Linked DNA regions of Sus scrofa: all the other regions are linked to region 2. Evidence: chromatin contacts called from public Hi-C and HiChIP or PLAC-seq data. All regions are on one chromosome and are shown on one strand. The core of a region is the stretch at or near the end of the contact, and the rest is flanking DNA. Distances in the headings are between cores, read along the strand shown. Region 1 holds the start of TAMM41 (phosphatidate cytidylyltransferase, mitochondrial). Region 2 overlaps VGLL4 (transcription cofactor vestigial-like protein 4). Region 3 overlaps TAMM41 (phosphatidate cytidylyltransferase, mitochondrial). Region 4 overlaps ATG7 (autophagy related 7).

Region 1 (3,249 bases), core at 142-2,641, 190 kb before region 2:
TGGCTCAGATGACATACCTGCAAAATCTCCTCTGGTCTCTCCCTGCACAGCCAGAGCTGATTGACTGCCCTCATGACAGGTCCTGCAGGGCACTGGGTGTCCAGCTTTATCACTGCACATTACATGCTGGGTTTGCTTGTCTGTCTCCTACGAGCCTGCCAGGAGCAGCCTTGTTCTAGTCATCTCAAATCCTCAGCACTTATCCAGAGTTTGAATTCCAATAATCATTTTTCAATTGAATTAATCCCAGTCCTGCCTCTATCACCCCAGGCCAGGCAATTTAATTCACAGTGAAACTATGGTAACGGCTTCCTAACTGGTCCCTGCCTCTTCTTTCCCCACTCTGATCCGAGCCAACCTTTGAGCCTTGACAGCTTCCTGCTCAAAACTGTTCAAGGACAGAGTAGAATTCTAAGATGTGGAGCCAGCATTTTCATTCCAGATTTGCCACAGGCTGATGTGATCCCAAGCACATTGTTTTATCCAACACTTAGCTTCTTCATCTGTAAAATGAAGGCAATCACCTCCTTCCACAAGGCAGCAGAGGGAACCCATGAAAAAATGCCTGGGAAATGGTTCAACATTACCCAAATTTAGCTATTACTACTCTGTTATGGTTGAGAGGCCATGTACATCAGGGAAGAAGGAAAGGATATCTGAAAAGTCTCTGTCCGGGAGGTCATACTACATCCTGAATGGCCCTGTGGCCCCGAGCAAGTTTCTCTAATTGTACACAAAGAGGCAAGCTCTCACCTGGGATCCTGTTTCCACCAGAAACTGCATTTAATATGCCCTTTTGTGAGTCCAATCCACAAGGCAAAGGACCAAAGGCTCTCCACCCCATTAAAATTCAATACAAACATCAGAGACCCTTGGTGCAGTTTTTTGTTTGATTTTTACCATTTATGGAGCACTTTCATGCCTGTTATCGTGTTTGAAGGAGGGCTTTAATGGGCAGAAAGCACAACCAAATCTTAACAGTGATAATATCTGGATGGTGGGATTGGGCATGATTTTAATCTTATTTGTGTTTTCCTAAGCTTTGAAAATGTTGCAGTTTTGGAGCTGGATGAACCATGGTTGCACAACACTGTAAATGTACTAAATGCCACTGAATTGTAAAGCATATGTTTTTATGTTATGTGCATTTCACCCCATCAAAAAGACCTTTTTAAACGCTACACCATGACCTTATACCCATATTTTAAATGTGGTTTGAGGCAAGAACAAAAAAGTACTTTTAAGGCTCAAAAACCGTTCAATCAGCTGTCACTCTTCCCTACCCAAGACAAATCCCAGGCGGCCAGCCTGCAGCCCGCTCCTCCCGCCACCAGGGGTCTCTGCGAAGGCTTCGCGTCGCCATCCACTGGCAGGTGTCCGCTCTTGCGCCATCCCAAGATGGAGCACGTGTGCGTGGGGGAGGCGTGGCCCACGTGGCCGCTGGACCGGCTGGGCCAGCGCCCACCTGGTTCTCTAGTAGGTGCTTTCCAGCCTGCTCCGGGACTGGAGTACCCCCGCGAGTCCCTGCCGGCCACGCCACTTCCTGCCCCCGGCCTCAGCCTTCTCCTGTTCTGACCAGTCCTCGACTTCCATCTCCCACCCTTAGCGGGTATCAGTTCCTCGCCCTGCTGTCCTTCGCTCCCCTCCCCGCCAAGGGTCCCTGTCGCTGAGCCCCGGCCCCATGGCGCTGCAGGCGTTGCAAAGCTCCGGGGTGACCTTCCGCAAGATCCTGTCTCACTTCCCCGAAGAGCTGAGCCTGGCTTTCGCCTACGGTTCTGGAGTGTACCGCCAGGCGGGGCCCAGCTCAGACCAGAAGGTGAGCCCGGGCCAGCCCCACGCCAGAATATTCTCACTACTTTCCTTTGCCTTCAGTCCCTCTAAGAGCTCTCCTGTCTGCTCTGCGCATTCCACGCACCAACTAGCGAAATACAAATCGTACGAAAGTGCTTCTGGTAGAAAGACAGCGTGAGCCGAGTTTTGAAGGTTCCGTAGGAGTCCACTTCGGTCTAGAGCAGGAGCTGCAGTTAGCGGAGGGAAAAGCTGGTGCCGGGGCAGGATGGAAGAAAGGAAAATAAGTATTTGCCAGTGTTCTCACGCTTGCGTGAACATTAGAGTTTTCTGGGAAGCTTTAAAAAAATGCTGATGTTCTGGGTACCATTTACGGAGATTTCAGATTTAATTGGTCTGGGTCAAGCCCTGGGCTTCAGGAATTTTTTAAAACTTCCCAGGTGATTCTAATACGCAGCCAAGCTTGAGAGTCACGTCTCTGTCTGTAAAGAGAAAATACTAAATACTTCTCTGGACTTTAGGAAGCTGGTGGGCTGAATGGAGGGTCAGGGCAGGTGCAGTGACTAACTACAGCAAGAGTTAGTGGCCAGTTTGTTCGCCCAGCCTCAGGACTTTTAGCGAGAGTGTTTAGGATTAGACATTGTTATTCTTCAAAGCTGACTGAGCACAACAGCAGTTGAGGGTACAGTGTTTCTTAAGATTGTAGATTTCTTTTTCTGTAAATGGAAAAAAAAGAAAAAAAGTTCACTGAGAAGATTCAAGGCCAAGTAGCATAGAGGCAGGCAAATATTTTCCACTTAAGTGAGGCTGTTATTTGCCTGCTGAGGTTTTCAGAGGCTTTTGAGCTTTTACTGAATTAACATAAAAGGAACACGAGTCCCGGTAGAGATGTTCTCTGTGTGTGCAACTCGTGTTCTGGACTGGGTTTTTGCTAGGTGTAGTTCAGGCCCAGCCTAACAGTTTTGTCATCTTGAATAAACAAAGGAAATGGTAGTGTGCAGTTTGCAGGAGGGTCTTCTGGATTTGGACACTTGGCTGTAGTCTTTGTTAACCTTTGCGGGTTCACTTCCTACCTATGCCGTTGCTTGGATTTCCAGTTTCCTACCTATAATGGTATTTAAGTAAGACTTTTCTTTAGCTTGAGGGCATATGAGAAACTATAGGTTATAGTAGGCTAGTTATTTTTTCTAACATACATTCACATAATTGTAAAGTGTTTGAGAACATGTCCATCCCAAGTTTCAAGTATCACCACTGGTTTGTGAATCAGATCGGGGGAAACTCAGAGCAGGCCTCCTGATTCCAGAGCCACCTCTTCATCTGCCGGTGAAGACTTTCCTTTGAGCAGACCTGCAATTCCTGCCCAGAAAAGGGCCTTCCTTTTCCCTTGCCTGAGTTACCTACAGGTTAACAAGTGTGGATTCCAGCACCCAAGCCTCTTCCAGATCAGTACCTCCCCTC
Region 2 (3,118 bases), core at 83-2,582:
TTGTGACCACTGAGTCATGATGGGAACTCCCTGTTATTTAGTTTAAAAAATTTAAATGCTTTTCTATTGAAACTTCTGTTGGCTCTGCCGCTGCATTCTGCGATGACACAGTTACTTACTGAGCCTGGGTTGCATCCCAGGGCTGTAAACATTCTTCTCTCTCTCTCTCTCTCTCTCTTTTTTTTTTTTTTTTTTTTTTTGTTGTTGTTGCCTTTTTAGGGCCACACCCAAGGCATATGGAGATTCCCAGGCTAGGGGTCTAATTGGAGCTACAGCTGCTGGCCACAGCAGCACCAGATCCGAGCTGTGTCTGCGACATACACCACAGCTTATGGCAGCGCTGGATCCTTAACCTCCTGAGCGAGGCCAGGGATCAAACCTGCCACTTCATAGTTTCTAGTCAGATTCGTTTCTGCTGCGCCATTGATGGGAACTCCTCCAAAAACGTCTTTTAAATTTTTTTTTTTTTGTCTTTTGTCCTTTTTAGGGCCACTCCCGTGGCATATGGAGGTTCCCAGGCTAGGGGTCTAATTGGAGCTGTTGCTGCCAGCCTACGCCAGAGCCACAGCAACGCCAGATCCAAGCCGTGTCTGCGACCTACACCATAACTCAAGGCAATGCTGGATCCTTAACCCACTGAGCAAGGCCAGGGATGGAACCTGAAACCTCATGGTTCCTAGTCAGATTCGTTTCTGCTGCGCCATGATGGGAACGCCTAAAAAAATTTGAAAAATACATATCTTTATGTGCAGATAAAGATTTACAGAAGAGAATATCTCAGTGTCAGAAATCTATCATTGCATTAATTAGGTAACAATGAAAGTTCACAATGTCTAAAAAGTTGATGGTAAAAAATACTGAGAAGCTGAATATTAAAGATGATTTCTGTAATTGATCCAAATGCTGTATTGATTAGATGATTTTATCACAGCAATGTGTATAGAAACAAAACATATGATAGTGAATGATGTTCTTCAATATATGTTATTGGTGTTTTAAAAATTTTGGTGAGAACAATTAATGTGAAATCATCTACCCTCTTAACAGATTTTAAGTGCACACTACAGTATTATTAAATGTAGGTACAGTACTATACAGCAGAGCTCTAGAACATATTTATCTTGCTAGCTCAAACTTCATCCTGTTGAACAGCAACTCCCGTTGCACCCAGCCCCTCATGACCATCATCCTGCTGTTTCCATGAATCTGACTGTTTAGATTCCTATCTAAGATAATCATGCAGTATTTATCCTGTGACTGGCTTACTTCATTTATCGTAATGTCCTCCAGGCTCACCCATGCCGTTGCATATGGGAGGATTTCTTTCTTTTTAAAGGCTGAGTAATACACCATTTGCATGTATGAGTCACATTTTCTTATTGTAAAGAAATAGAGGGGAACTAACTCAATAAAAAACAGAAACCATTTATGCATTAAGATGATAGTGGAGTTCCCTGTTGTGGCTCAGCAGGTTTTAAGGACCTGATGTTGTCTCTGTGAGGATGCAGGTTCGATTTCTGGCCTCACCCAGTGGGTAAAAGATCCAGTGTTGCTGTAAGCAGTGGTGAAGGTCACAGATGCAACTTGGATCCAGCGTTGCCAAGACTGTGGCACAGGTCACAGCTACAGTTCCAGTTCGACCCCTAGCCTGGAAACTTCCATATGCTGCAGGTACAGCTGTTAAAAAAGAAGAAGAAAAAAAAAAAAAAAAGAAAAGAAAAGAAAAAGAAAAGAAGGGGAAAAAAATGATGGTATTCTGGGTGAGTTTTTACTTTTTATATAGCAAGTTACTCATGTATCTATGTATCTTATAGTTACTGTAGCTGTTAGGGATCCCCCATTCAAGATAAATAACTGGGGAGTACAGGTTCCTAAGTGGAGGACCTCTGAAATAATGTTCAGGAAGTTTTATCCAGTGTGATTCAGTTGCTTTGTGCTCAGGTGTCATTAGTAACCCGTTAAACACAGCCTCAGTTACTCAATCCCAGGTCCCCAGCTCTCTCTGTTCCCAGATACTCTCAGCTACCATTCCCACCAGTTCTGAGGTTAAACTAGACACAGAGTCTTAGACTTGAAAAGGGCACTTTTGGTCCATCTCCTTTATTTAATAGATGAGAATGCTGATCTTTGGAAAGAAGAGGTAATGCTTTTTGAAACTGGTTGGAATTTATACTTGAAGTGGAAGAAGAAATGGCAAATGTATTCTACATTGGGTTCAGCATTGAGAAGTTAAATACATCATATTGCTGCTCTCAGAAATAGTATGTAAAGAAATAATGTGTAGTAATCGAGCTGTCCAAGTTCTTTATCATGTGCAACAACACAATTCCTTTTATCAGGTACTGCTAATTTAATTTTGAAAACTGAAAGTGGAGTTGGATGAATTGGTTGTGACTTTCGCTTCCTTTTTCTTTTGCTTCTTTCTCTCACAACTTATTTTGCATCTTGGACTGATCTTCAAACATTGTTTTTATCATATTACTCCCTCTCTTTCCCCAAAGTGAACCTATGGGACTCTTTACTACAGTGTGTTACTATAGAGTCAAGTTTGATTTCTGTCTGATTTATTCCTGGTCCTCAACCTTTATTTAATATTTAACTGTCTTTTCAGTTATGTTTTCTATTACTTTCTCTCCCTGAAATCTTTTGCTTCAGTAAAGTCATGCTTCATATCATTTTGATCCTGAATACCTTTTCCTCTGCTATTTTGCCTGCTCAGCCTTTAGTTGTTCTCTCTTTAAAATCTCCTAACTACGCTCAGTGACCCCGATAACGCTTCCTTCTGTATTTCTAAAAAAAGCAAAAAAACATGGGTTGGGAACTTGGAGTTAATAGATGCAAACTCTTGCCTTTAAAATGGATAAGCAATGAGATGCTGCTGTGTAGCACTGGGAACTATGTCTAGTCACTTATGATGGAGCGTGAATAATGTGAGAAAAAAGAATCTACACATGTATGTGTAACTGGGTCACCATGCTGTGCAGTAGAAAATTGACAGAACACTGTAAGCCAGCTATAATGAAAAAAAAAATCATTATATAAAAAAACTCCACCTTTATTTACCAGTCTTTATTATAAAATGTTTTTAAAAAAGATTCAGTCAGTGAAGAAAATCCTC
Region 3 (3,008 bases), core at 252-2,751, 160 kb before region 2:
TTTGATAGGCATTTTCTTTCAAAAAAAAAAGTAAACAGCAAAAAAGCACATGAGAAGATACTTAAAAAAGGAGTTCCCGTCGTGCCTCAGTGGAAACGAATCTGACTAGTATTCATGAGGACACAGATTCAATCCCTGGCCTCATTCAGCAGGTAAAGGATCTGGCGTTGCTGTGAGCTGCAGTGTAGTTTGCAGATGGGGCTCATATCTGGCGTGGTTGTGGCTGTGGCATAACCAGCAGCTACAGCTCCATTTGAGGCCTAGCCTAGGAATTTCCATACCCTGTGAGTGAGGCCCTAAAAAAGACAAAAACTTTAAAATTTAAAAAAAAATGCTCAATGTTAGTCATTACCACAGAGACACCATTTCATACCCACTACAATGGCTGTAATCAAAACAACAAATGAGAGCAGGTGTTAACAAGAATGTGGAGAAATTGAAACCCTCATACATTGCTGGTAGGGATGTAAAGTGGTGCTGCTGCTTTGGAAAAACAGTTTAGCAGTTGCTCAAAATATTAAAGTTACTCTATGACTCAGCACTTCTACTCCTAGGTATCTACCCAAGAGAATGAGAGCATATATCCACACAAAAACCATGGCATTCTTCATAATAAGCGGGAACAGCCCCAAAGCCCATCAACTGAGAGATGGATAAATAAAATATGGCACATCTGTTCAGTGAAATATCATTCCTCCATAAAGAGGAATAAGTGCTGATGTGTACTACAACGTGCTGAACTTTGCAAACATTGTGCTTTGTCCTAAGAGACCATATGCTGTACAGTTCCACTTAAATAAAATCCCCAGAAGAGGCAGATCTAGAGAGACAGAAAGAGATTAGTCTTTGCCTGGGGCTGCGGGTGGGAGGGTGGGGGCACAGTGGCTGCTAACAGCACAGGGTTGCTTGTAGGGAGGAGGAAATATTCTAAAATTGGATGTTTGCATAACCCTGTAAATAGACTAAAACATGTGGAATTATGTGCTTTACATAGATGAATTATATGGTATATGATTTATATCTCAAAAATCTTTAAGATGAATATGATTTTGCCATGTCAGTGTCTGATTTGGGCTCCTGTCTTGAGCGCTTCTTGGAGCAAGTCTCACACCATGACCTGCACCAAAGGGCTGTGCCTTCTCGTCAGTTGTCTCCTGTGCCCAAGGTAGGACCTGTGTCTATATCTCCAGAGTCCAGCCCAGTTCCTGGCACTTAGTAGCCACCCAGATGTTTATTAAACTGAAATGGCAGCAGTATGGCAGGTACCCTCCATCCTGCCCTCCCCATGTACAGATCCTAATGCAGGATCATCTCTCATACCTTAGTCATTTCAACCTACAAGCCACTTGACGAGGTTAGTGTGACTGTCATGGCCATTTTGCAGAGAAGGAAAGTGACTCAGTGAGGTTAGGTAACAACTCTAGCCTCACTGGGACATTGCCGGCCTGGAAAGCTGGGGCCTTTCCACTCAGACCTCTACTTTCGTGATCAGGTCCGCAGTCACTGGGGCTGTGCTGAAATCATGGAGCCAGCCTGTGAGTCACAAGCCTGTGACTTTGTCTCATGTACAATCGAGAAGCCCTTTGGTTAAGCTTTGGGTTAGACTGGCACTTCTCTGGCTTGAGCAGTTAAGAGTTAAACCCAGCAGTAGAGGCACATAATGAAAGTCAACAGTCGGTTTTTCTCAATCCCTGTGTTTTGTTGCAAGCATATCTCTAGAGGTAAGAAAAATTGATTCCTAGGATCAGATGCTGGTTCACGCTGTGCCCACGATTTTATTCATTTTGTTCTGAAGCAGCAGGTCATAAGCCCATGTGCTTGCTCTTCCTGTGGCTGAGCTGGTTGCACAGGAGTTGGAGAGATTCAATTCTGCAGATGTTTATTGATGCGCCTCCATGTGCCAGGTGGCGCCCAGGGGACTCAGGAATGCATAAGCTTCCATCCCTGTTCTCAGTAAGTCCATGGTATTTCCAGGTCCTTGAATCATGGCACTTGTTCTTTTGGGAGCATTTGCATGTGTTTGCTTTTACCTGCTGGTGGAATACAGTCCCTCTCTCAGAAGGTTATGTCTTAAAATATAAGAGCTTTTTCTTGGTTGAACCTACAGAACAAGAAGAAATGGCACAGATTTTTAGGAGGCAACAGTGATGCAAACTGATCTTTCATTTCCAAGCCAGTGGTGTTAGATTCAGAGTTTGATGCCATTCCACCTTTCAGAGATTAACAGAAAGCTTTGGTAGGCTTGAATAAAAGTATAAGCATTTACACAATTGAAAGTGACCCAGTTGCCTCTCCATTCATGTTTGCTGAAACGTGTCTGTGCATCTGTGAATCTATTTTAAAATGCTAGAAGTAGGAGCTCCTCAGTGGTAATGAACCCAACTAGGATCCATGAGGATGAAAGTTCGATTCCTGACCTTGCTTAGTGGGTTAAGGATCTGGCATTGCCACAAGCTGTGGTGTAGGTCACAGATGTGTCTTGGATCCCACTTTGCTGTGGCTGTGGTGTAGGCCAGTGGCTACAGCTCCGATTCAAGCCCTAGCCTGGGAACTTCCATATACTGCAGGTGTGGCCCTTACGAGACAAAAACAAAAAAACAAAAAACAAAAAAAAAAAACCTGCTAGTAGTATGCCAGCCCTGCAGAAGTGAGGGACATGGAGAAGAAATGACATAAAGCTAGTGCCTGAAATGTCCCTACCCTGGTCCTGAGAAGTGGCTGGGCCTTGGGCAGGCTGTGCTTGTACCACCATCTATTCTCCTCACCTGTGAAACTGAGAATAATCAGCACCTTCTTTATGAGGCTTTGCCAGACTCAATGAGAGAGCGGATGTGAAGCACACGCCTTTAAAAAGCCCACAATAGGAGTTCCGGCCCTGGTATAACAGGGCAAGAATCCAACTGCAGCAGTTCGAGTCAATGTGGAGGTGCAGGTTCGATTCCTGGCCCAGTGCAGTAGGTTAAAGGATCCAGTGTTGCCGCAGCCACAGCTTGGTTCAATCCCTGGCC
Region 4 (3,252 bases), core at 484-2,983, 190 kb after region 2:
ACACTGTTTCAGTATTTCCATCCTCAATCCAACCACAGAGAGCTTGGAGAGCCGGGAGGCAAAGCTGCAGAGTCCACCTTGGGCAGTGGACCTAATATATTTTAGACAAAATATATCTCTTGAGAATTCAATGACACAAATCCTCCCCCATAAAACACACACATGCACCCTTTTGTATACAAGCCCTGGGTGTTCAGGAACCATCCTCACCCTACCCTCTGAGCTCACCTTGGTTCCATAGGAATTTAGAGGAACCAGTTCACGGGGCTTGAAAGAATTAGGTAGGAGAGTCAAGAGTTCCTCTTCTTAGGGCTCAGTTTTCTCCATGATACAGGTGGTTGCTATGAACTCTTCGCAGGGAGAGGGTTAATGAATGACGAACGCAGAGCCCAAACATAACCCGTCCGCAGTGCCTCACTCTGAGTGGCTGTGTAAAACCCTGGAATCTCTGTGGTTTCCAAGGTGTTGAGTAGGTAAAAGTGAAAGAGGATGCTCTGGGGGTCTGGGTGGAGAGGGGCAAGTGCAGTCCAGGCCCTGGAGAAAGATGCCCATCTCCAGGGAAAGCCTGCCCTCCACCTCAGCTCCGCTCTGTCCTCCCACCTCATTCCTCACTTATGCAGAGGCTGCAGATTCCTAGGGTGATCTGTACCAAATCCAAATGGTTAAAAATAATTTGCTAAATACCTTCCTAGATAAATTGAAATCCAAGACCTTTTTGAGCCCTGCCCAGCCATCCCTCAAAGGGCGAGCTGGGCTGAAAGTCATGCTCTTTCCTAGCTGGATCCCTGAGTCAGACTTCTGCCTGTCAATCTTCTGATGTCACAAGTCAAACTGTGCCATCCAAGGCTGAGTAAGCATCTTCAGGAAATAGAAACTCAACTGTAAGAACACAGGCATTTCCAAACAGAGAACAACTCTGCCCACTTTCTAACTCAGCTACTGTATATAAATTTAGCCATGACACTGGGAGGGGAAGTTTTAAAAATAGAAGTGAAAGGCCAGAAGAATAAATAACGATAAGGTACCAGTCACTCACTACCTTTGGCAAGACATATAAAATGGTAAACAAGATGTCATAAATGCTTTGCCCTTAAGGGGAATATATTTAAGTGGGAGCTGGAGTGGGAGACAGAAAATAAAGACAATTTCAGATAGTGATTAAGTCCCACACAGAAAATAAAACAAGGTAAAGTGATAGGGAATGCCTGAGGCACTACTGTTATATCCGATTTACAGATGAGGAAATTGAGGATAACAGAAGCTAGGTGAATTATCACGGCTTCGCAGCTAGTACGCAGGAACTTAAACTCAGGTCTGATTCCTATGTGGTTCGTAACTATTACCCTTACGCGATCTGGTCAGTCTCCAGAGAAACCAAAAAAATCTACAGAACAGATAAGGTGAGAGACCATCTTTATTTTTAAAAGTCCCTCCTTTTAGGGCATTGGCAGAATTTGAGATCTACAAATTCACCTGAGTGTACCACAGGTTTCTATTTTAATGCTAATGCAACTAACTTTTGAGATTCTATTCGTGATATTTAACATACGTTAAAAGTTAAAGCCACCCTCTGAGATGGGAATTACCCTTTCATAAAAGGGCACTAAGGCTCAGAGGGTGTAACCTGTTGAAATCATGGAGCTTTTAAGTGTGGAAGCTGCAATCCAGGCCTCATGCCTCTGAGTGCACTGCTTTTTCCATTACACCACGCTGCCTTCCAGAAGACTCCCCAAGGAGCTACATTTTTCTCCCACTGGGAGACAGGGCAGTAACGAACTTGGCAGTGCAGACAGAAAGGAGTGCCTGTTTTGCGTCTCTGCCAAGCAAGTATCCATGCCCTTTGCAATATGACTTGGACACAATACCCACCGAGCTCTAGCAGCTAAGCATTCTAGAATTTGTTGAAGAATTTTTTTCACCTTCTCCGTATGGGGTCCAAAATTAAAAGGGGAAAAGCATATTTATGTCTCATTCAGAATTCAAAAAGTAATAAATCCTTCAAGGCCCTGGCAAGTTTCTCTAATCCACTGTAATCATGTTTCCTTGTATAACAAGTCTTGTGATGTCTGTAGCGGAGTCTCGCTATAGTAACAGCAGCCTGCATGTTGGAGTTCTTCTTCCCAGGCCTGGGGGATTATTCCATTTTCCACATTAGGAATAAGCCGCAGACTTTAGGTTCTAAAAAGGAGCCAGAAATGCTGACTAGAATCCAGATGCCCTAAATATAATTAGAACTAAATTTTACTGCCCTCTGTGAAAGACACAAATGAAAAGAATGTGGCAACTTCTAGAATACTGGTCCAGAAAACAAAGCTATGAATAGATCCAACAGGGCTTCTGATGTACTTAAAGCCTCCTGAAAGCTACCTGGAAACTTTCCAATTATCTCCTCTACTTCTTTCCTTGGCTTTTTAACTTTTACAAAAGCCAAACATATTAGGGGAGGAGACTGTACCATGGTCTCAGCTCAGCAAACCATGTTTTCATGGAGGGAGCCTTTTACATTTAAAGGATAGATTTGGTTTTTCAGAAATTGATTTGATAAAAAATGATTAATATCTATGGTCAAACAATCACTTCTCTCTGTTATTAAAAGAAATAAGTTTATTAAATTCCTGAGTGGAAATGACATTCTCATTATACTATTTAACAGGAGCAATATGAAACAGTATAAATATATGTCTCACCCCAAGTTGTGATTAATTATAATTATAATAATGATGATGATGACAGCTGCCCCCTGTTTTAGTGCTTATGTGCCAGAAAGTGTGTTAGGTATTATGAACACATTATTTTATTTGATGGTTAGAATTCTCCTAGAAGGCTGTTAATATTTCCATTTTACAGTAAAGGGGCTAAGTCTCAGGGAGAGTTCACCACTTGCCAAGGTTACACAGCAAGTTAACCTTGAATGTGTACAGAGGAGATTAGACTCCAGAATATATTCTGGAATAAAAGGTAAAAGCCCTCTCCCCACCTCGGCAGAGTCACGGCCGCTAGCTACTACCATAGTCAGATATTCTCAGACTGAACTTGATTTTCACATAATTAACTTTCTTTTTGTTTTTTTTGTTTGGGGGCTATTTATTTAAATGGACAACAGTAAGTCCATCTGGCATTTCCAGGTCTGGCAAGAAACACTAATGACTCTTGGAAAGCTTAGGCCTCAATGGGTAGGAGCAAAAATGTGCAGGTGCATCCCAGAAACCAGCTACTGACTGGGAGCGCAAGCATCCTGTGGGCATCAGGTCA

Evidence for each region. Hi-C and Micro-C count contacts between places; a contact is called where the count stands out from the background. HiChIP or PLAC-seq counts read pairs in DNA pulled down with a chosen protein or histone mark.
Region 1: a contact with region 2 is called in an H3K27ac HiChIP or PLAC-seq map of alveolar macrophages. The contact joins the promoter of TAMM41 here to the enhancer-like site in region 2. A contact is called at or near these places in 20 of 47 Hi-C or Micro-C datasets (brain, embryonic fibroblasts, fetal heart ventricle and 10 more) and 2 of 2 datasets of contacts at active chromatin or transcription factors (alveolar macrophages and skeletal muscle).
Region 3: a Hi-C map of alveolar macrophages shows a contact between it and region 2, with 2.5 times the contacts expected there. The contact joins two enhancer-like sites. A contact is called at or near these places in 22 of 47 Hi-C or Micro-C datasets (alveolar macrophages, brain, embryonic fibroblasts and 12 more) and 1 of 2 datasets of contacts at active chromatin or transcription factors (skeletal muscle).
Region 4: an H3K27ac HiChIP or PLAC-seq map of alveolar macrophages shows a contact between it and region 2. The contact joins two enhancer-like sites. A contact is called at or near these places in 3 of 47 Hi-C or Micro-C datasets (embryonic fibroblasts, mesenchymal stem cells and skeletal muscle) and 1 of 2 datasets of contacts at active chromatin or transcription factors (alveolar macrophages).

The regions. Positions count from the first base shown.
Region 1 is chr13:67,981,668-67,984,916 of Sscrofa11.1, reverse strand. TAMM41 (phosphatidate cytidylyltransferase, mitochondrial) reads left to right here and starts at 1,391. Exons shown (of 8, transcript XM_003132370.4): 1 at 1,391-1,816. The coding sequence starts at 1,682.
Region 2 is chr13:67,796,240-67,799,357 of Sscrofa11.1, reverse strand. All of the region lies in intron 2 of VGLL4 (transcription cofactor vestigial-like protein 4), which reads left to right. Among named protein-coding and RNA genes, the nearest start is that of VGLL4, 75 kb to the left of the region's middle. Within about 2 kb of position 1,332, at least 3 of the 83 cell types and tissues checked have an H3K27ac peak or open chromatin away from gene starts, as enhancers often do. A contact at or near this core is called in alveolar macrophages, where this site is marked.
Region 3 is chr13:67,957,589-67,960,596 of Sscrofa11.1, reverse strand. All of the region lies in intron 4 of TAMM41 (phosphatidate cytidylyltransferase, mitochondrial), which reads left to right. Among named protein-coding and RNA genes, the nearest start is that of TAMM41, 24 kb to the left of the region's middle. Within about 2 kb of position 1,501, at least 3 of the 83 cell types and tissues checked have an H3K27ac peak or open chromatin away from gene starts, as enhancers often do. A contact at or near this core is called in alveolar macrophages, where this site is marked.
Region 4 is chr13:67,609,547-67,612,798 of Sscrofa11.1, reverse strand. The region is part of intron 19 of ATG7 (autophagy related 7); the gene reads right to left. Among named protein-coding and RNA genes, the nearest start is that of ATG7, 190 kb to the right of the region's middle. Within about 2 kb of position 1,733, at least 21 of the 83 cell types and tissues checked have an H3K27ac peak or open chromatin away from gene starts, as enhancers often do. A contact at or near this core is called in alveolar macrophages, where this site is marked.